Linked DNA regions of Muntiacus reevesi: region 2 is linked to region 1. The links are chromatin contacts, called in public Hi-C maps. All regions are on one chromosome and are shown on one strand. Each heading gives the region's core, a stretch centred on a gene start, on an enhancer-like site or on the middle of the called end of the contact. The rest is flanking DNA. Distances are from core to core; before and after follow the strand shown. Region 1 holds the start of MFSD14A (major facilitator superfamily domain containing 14A). Region 2 holds the start of FRRS1 (ferric chelate reductase 1).

Evidence for each region. Hi-C and Micro-C count contacts between places; a contact is called where the count stands out from the background.
Region 2: a contact with region 1 is called in a Hi-C map of muscle, with 8 times the contacts expected there. The contact joins the promoter of FRRS1 here to the promoter of MFSD14A in region 1. A contact is called at or near these places in 2 of 3 Hi-C or Micro-C datasets (blood and muscle).

Annotation. Positions count from the first base shown.
Region 1 is chr1:104,600,294-104,603,526 of mMunRee1.1, reverse strand. It overlaps MFSD14A (major facilitator superfamily domain containing 14A), which reads left to right and starts at 1,740. Exons shown (of 12, transcript XM_065908052.1): 1 at 1,740-1,967. The coding sequence starts at 1,884.
Region 2 is chr1:104,798,969-104,802,201 of mMunRee1.1, reverse strand. It overlaps FRRS1 (ferric chelate reductase 1), which reads right to left and starts at 1,693. Exons shown (of 17, transcript XM_065908176.1): 1 at 1,624-1,693. AGL (amylo-alpha-1, 6-glucosidase, 4-alpha-glucanotransferase) reads left to right here and starts at 1,853. Exons shown (of 34, transcript XM_065908166.1): 1 at 1,853-1,946.

The sequences.
Region 1 (3,233 bases), core at 491-2,990:
CCAGCCATCTCATCTTCTGCCACCCCGTTCTCCTCCTGTCCTCAATCTTTCCCAGCATCAGGGTCTTTCCAATGAGTCGGTTCTTCGAATCAGGTGGCTAAGGTATTGCAGCTGCACCTGCAGCTGCAGCATCAGTCCTTCTAATGGATATTTAGGGCTGATTTCCTTTAGGACTGACTAGCAGGGGCTACTTTCAGCCACAGCCTTGATCAGGACTGGAGGACCGACTCCAAGATGACTCGCTCACATATCTGTTGATAGGCAGCCTCAGTTCCTGGACACCAGGATGTCCCTACAGGCTGCTTAAGTGTCCTCATGACATGGCAGCTGGATTCCACTAAACTTGGGTTCCGAGTGAATGAAAAAGAGAGGGCTAGCAGGAAGATGCAGAGCCTTTTATGACCTAAGTCATTACTTTGCCGACAAAGGTCCGTCTAGTCAAAGCTATGGTTTTTCCAGCAATCATGTATGGATGTGAGAATAGGACCATAAAGTTGAGCACAGAATTGATGCTTTTGAAACTCTGGTGTTGGAAAAGACTCTTGAGATTCCCTTGGACTGCAGGGAGATCAAGCCAGTCAATGGTAAAAGAAACTTCTACGCATACCTCCTTACATATACGTACATGTTAGTTCCTAACTATTTAAAAGTAGGTAGCATGTATCACCGGGCTTCCCAGGTGGCACTAGTGGTAAAGAACCCGCCTGCCAGTGCAGAGACTTAAGAGACCCAGGATCGATTAATGGATCCGGAAGATTCCCTGGAGGCATGACAGCCCACCTCAGTATCCTTGCCTGGAGAATCCCAAGGACAGAGGAGCCTGGGGGACTACAGTCCATTGGGTCTCAAAGAGCCAGCGACTAAGCACGCACACACGCGGCATAGCATGCATCACATTCCTTCACTCCTTAAGACTTCAGTGTATATTTCTTAAGGAAAAGGATATTCTTTTATATTACACAGTACAGTCAATACAATCAAATTTAACATCGTGATACTTTAATCTGAAGTCCATAGTCCACTTGTGACAGCTGTCCTTTTTCGCAATTTCCCCATTAAATTATTTTTTAAACAACCAGGTAAAACAAGTAGTGGGCTACAAAGGGTGTCCTCAGTTCAGTTCAGTGGCTCAGTCGTGTCCGACTCTTTGTGATCCCATGGACTGCAGCAAGCCAGGCTTCCCTGTCCATCACCAACTCCCGGAGTTTATCCAAACTCATGTCCATTGAGTCGGTGATGCCATCCAACCATCTCAACCTCTGTCGTCCCCTTCTCCTCCCTAGGTTCTATCCGTTTTTACTGGCAGGGAATAAAGAAAAGGTCCCATCTGGGGCCAGGGTGCTGCTGGAAAAAGACTTGCTTCAACGTCTCCTTCGGTTCCAGTGTTGGTCAGAACACAGCCGGAGCAGCCCTAATAGCTGAGGACGCCTGGCTGAAATTCCAGTATAACTGTGTATCAGCTGTATTTCCTCGAGCATGTAACATTCAGAAACTTACAATTCTTCCTCGGTTAGGGGCTCTATCACGGCCCCCAGCGCCCAGGGCTGCGGTGAGGACTGAACGAGTGACGGGCATAGGGCTCCCTTCGCAGGCAGCCCGCCCGCAGGTGGCCCTGCCGCGCGCCGCCCGCTTCCCTCGCGGCTTCCCTCCCAGCGCCGACCGCCGGGCGGCCGAGCGGGCGGGGCGCGTCACGTGGGCGGGGCGGGGCGCACTCGTCGGCCGATCGCACGATGTGACGCGCCGCCGGAGGCAGGCCGGGCCCTCAAGATGGCGGCGGGTGCCCCGAGCGGCTCGGCCCGGCAGTAGTAGCGGGACGGCACTCGCCGCTGGGGCCGGCCGCCCCGGGAGTGGCTGCAGCAGCGCCAGGAATCGAGGATGGTAAAATGACCCAGGGGAAGAAGAAGAAAAGGGCCGCGAACCGCAGTATCATGCTGGCCAAAAAGATCATCATTAAGGACGGAGGCACGGTGAGCTGGGGTACCGAGCCGGGGAGTGTCGGGCCGGATCTCTTTCTGCTCCCGACGCGGCCGCCTGCAGTCGCCCCTGACTGCCCCCACCGCTCCCGCGGGGCCGGTGTCTCGGGCTCCCGGCTCTTTCCTCTCTGGCCCCGGCCTGCGGCCTCCGGGGCACATCCTCCCGGATGGCGAAGGCTCCCGCCTCTCCGGCACCTGCCGCACTGCCCTCCGGCCGTCGCTGGAGGCCCTGCGGCCTCGAGCCCACGCGCGCCGCCGTCGCGGGCAGGAATCGACGCCGGGCTCCGCCGCCCCCCTCGCCTCCGCAGCCTCGTCGGCGCCGTCCAGGCCCCGCGAGGCGGTGGCCGCGCTCTGGAAGCGGCCGGCAGCGACCCCTGCCTTCCCGTATGCTGCTCCCGGGGTGGCATCTGGCGCGGCGACCCCGCTGGGGCCCCGTGGGGCGCTCGCCCCCTTTCTCCACGCCGTTCGGGGTCAGTGCCCCTGCTCTCGGCCGCGTCCGGTGCGCTCAACGCTGTCCGAAGGTGGGCCCTGCTCCTCGCCGCCCGCCGTCGGGACTGTGACGGAGGACACCGGGGCCTAGACTTCAGTCTAGTTTTCAAAGAGTCACCACCCTCTTGTTTTAAAATCACCTGGTGTATTTTAAAACAGGAATACTCGATAGAGTTGGTCATGGCCTGAGGGTTAGAAGACCTTAGAAAGGAAGACAGATTGAGGACGAGAAAAATTTTTTTGCTGTTTAGAAATACTGTCATCAAAATCAACTTTAGGCATTGTGCTGTTGTTAACCGGCAGGGGAGGTAGGCCTTTTAATTGAAAATAACTCACCTCTTTTTTTCTTTTTTTTTTTTTAATGCTGAAAATTCTTCGTTGCTCCTCTCTGGTCTTTCCTGCATTCTTTGATATCAAGTTCTGAAGTAGTATAGAAAAGTGAAAGTCATTTCACTTTTTCGAGAAATGTGCAGGAATGGTTTCTTTTATTCCGTGTTTGTTTGGAGCCCTCCATTGCTAGCACAGTACTCAATGTGTAATTAGGCCACCATTAAGGATTTGCTAAATTAATTTGAAATCAGTTACAACTTGATTTGGACATTTCCGAATATGGCCCAGTCAGTATGCTAAAATTTAGAAAGCTTGGGACGTATGTAGCAATTTCGTTATATACCTTTGAAAGTGAAAGTGAAGTTGCTCAGTAGTGTCCGACTTTTTGTGACCCTATGGGCTATAGCCTACCAAGACTCCTTCGTTCATGGGATTTTCCAG
Region 2 (3,233 bases), core at 444-2,943, 200 kb before region 1:
TATGAGTTCATATCTCTTTAACAATTTTTCTACACTTATTGGCTCAATACTTTTAATCATCTCTTCAAATGACAATTCATTCTGATATCATTTTCCATGGGGAAATAGATAATCAAGTGTTTTCCTCAATATAATTGATACATTTTATTACTGATAGTTTAAAAAAGCTCCTTTTTGTTTCATCATTATCGGCAGTTATTGGTTAAGCCACATCTGTCATTTTCTCCCAGTTTCTTTCTCAGGAGGTGCTTCTTGCCAGGGCAAGACTTAAGAGTCTCCAATCCTTTGACTGGCCAGGCTATGGCTATGGCCTGGGGGCTCAGCACCAGGGCCGGCTCCACCAGGTCCTCCCTGGCCCCCTTTCTCACCTACCCCAGGAAGTGTGTTGCTCTGCTATGACTCCCTCAGGAGTAACTCATTATCTGGTAATGAGAGTATGAAAGAGTAAAGTAGTCAAACAACCACAGTTCATCACTGCAACTGTCCCACGCTACTGAATTTGGAACATCCCCCAAAGGGTGAAACCACCCCTTTACCATTGCCGTGCCTCAACCTTACTAGACATTCATACAAGACAGGAAGAGACAATGGCCTATGAAAGGTTTCTAAGAGCTTTCTCCAATACCAATACTCTGACTGTTCCTCTGAAGATTGTTTATCCCGGGTGATGCATCCTGGAAGATTTGGGATGAATAAGAGGTATTTCTTTTGAAAAGTTTGGAAATAGTGACTATAAAAGAGAATTTGGGAAAGGGAAAAGGAGAAACAGCATTTAGATAAATTCTCTAATTGCTGAATATATTATTCTCTGAGGCTATATTATTCTCTGATTTGAGCCAACATCGATATAATTACTTCCATTATTCAAATCTTCTGTATCTTTTCTAATATTTTATCTGCTTAACCTATCATCAATTTTGTGATACATGTTGAAATATTCCATTGTGATTGTAGACTTATCAGTTTCTCCCTATAGTTCTATCCACTTTTGCTTTGTAAATATTGAGTATATTTTATAGGCATATACAAGTTTAATGTTACTGTTATATATTTCTAGTCAGTTGGATCTTTTTCCAGCCTTTACCGTATTATATTGTAATTACTAGTTTATTTGTATGTTTTCCACTAGAGCATTGACCTATGAGAAAGGTCAATGTTTGACTCATGAGTAAATACCTGCTACCACGATTATAGCTCAGGCTCTCATTACCTTTTTCCTGACTATTAATATAGCATCCTAACCAGACCAGTACTACACTGCCAATTTCAGGCCCTTGACATTTCTATCAGATTAATCTTCTTTGAGAACAGTTTTGATCTTAACAGTCCTTTTTTAAAACTGCGGGTTCCTGCTGCTCACACAATACAGTACAAACTTCATAACTCATCACTCAAATTTCTCAATGACCTGAAATTCACTCATTTTCTCCTCACATACTATGAAACCAATCAGAATTTGACTATATTCTGAAATCCTCATTAGCCCTACATAGATCCTACATCCCTTCTGCTTTCCACATATACTATTCAGATCATGGTATAATTTTCCTCTCCACTCTGCAAGTCCATATCCTTTTAAAACCAACCTTAAAAGCCTCTTCTGAAAGTTTTTGGTACACTCACCCCAATAAAAATATTTTCTCCTCCTTTTTAATTGGATGTTGGCGTTCTCCCAAAAGTTCATACATTGAAGGCTGAACACCCAGTGTGAATGTATCTAGAGACAGACTCTGTGAGGAGTGATAAAGGTTAAATGAGGTCATAAGGGTAGCTCTAATCTGATAGGGCTGCTGCTCTTATAAGAGGAGGGAGGGACCCCAGAGCCCTCTGCCTCCACCATGTGATGACACAGTAAGAAGATAGCTGTCTGCAAACAAAGGAAAGAGCCCTCACCAGGAATAAAATCAATCCGGACCTTGATCTTAGACTTCCCGGCCTCCAGAACTGTGAGAAATACATTTCTATTGTGTAAGCCACTCAGTCTGTAGTAATTTGTTACGACAGCCTGAGCTAATACAAATGACAATATACTACTTTAAGAATATCCCTTCTTAAGTTTAGATTTGTTTGCATTGAATTATTGCATGAAGCACAGGTATTTTTCAACTATTAATATCCAATAATTCATAATGAGTCAAAGAATCCAGCAAGCTTCAAACCAAAGAAATAATCTCATATGCATGCTTGACAGCCATGTTTGCTTGTCAGATTTATATTTATTTGGTACCTTGCCATCAAAAACTTGAGTCCTTAACAGGTTGTTTACAAGATATGTGTGATATTTTAAAACCTAAAATGATTCTTTGTTGTGTAATCCTTAAGCTCCGAAACTAAAATGTTTATTTTCATGGCTTGTTATGAAAAATTAAGTCTACTTCTTATGTATTTAATACAGAAATTTGAATTTGACTATATTCTTCACTTATGAAATATTTGAGTAATATTTTAACTGAAAGTCTCTGACTTCACTGATTCTGTTATAATGAACTCAGTCAGCATAAAAATATTATTTTAATTCTTTTAGAATTAAAATAAATTACCTATTTCCCTTCTTGCATAGGTTGTACAAATAGAAACAGTGAATGACTATTTAAATAATCTAATAGTAGAATCATTTTTAAAAACACAGTGCAGACTCTCTACTTTTTCACTTATACAAATGTGCTTTACATGTATATAGCATTTCTTTTTTCCAAACACTTTTATTTATACATGACTCTGACAGTTACTGCATGCCTGCAATGTCTCATGAACTGTGCTGACACTGAGGAAAACATCATGAGCAAAATGTAGCAGAGAGAGATGAAAACTAAATTCCAAAAATTATAGGTGATAGTGCTTACTATGCTCCAAGCCATGTTCTAAGCATTATATATACAGTGAATCATTTAAGGCTCACAACAACTCTTAAAATAGGTTGTATTACTATTCCCATGTTAAGGAAATTGAGGCACCAAGAATTTAAGACCCAAGATTCCAAGCCAGGCAGTCTTGGCTTGAAAACCCTTGCTTTTATTTATTTCTTTATTTTTAAATCCTTGCTTTTAAACACTCAACTCTACTCAATGGCCTCACTAATACCACAAGTAAATGTAAAATTGCTGCTATATTATGCACTAATAAAGAGATATATGGAGGCTATTAAAGGCCTCCATAATGGGGAGTTGGAGCTGGTCAGGAAAATCAAGGAAGGCTCCCTGAAGAAATCTTCTTTGTATTATTCTAAGAACTAA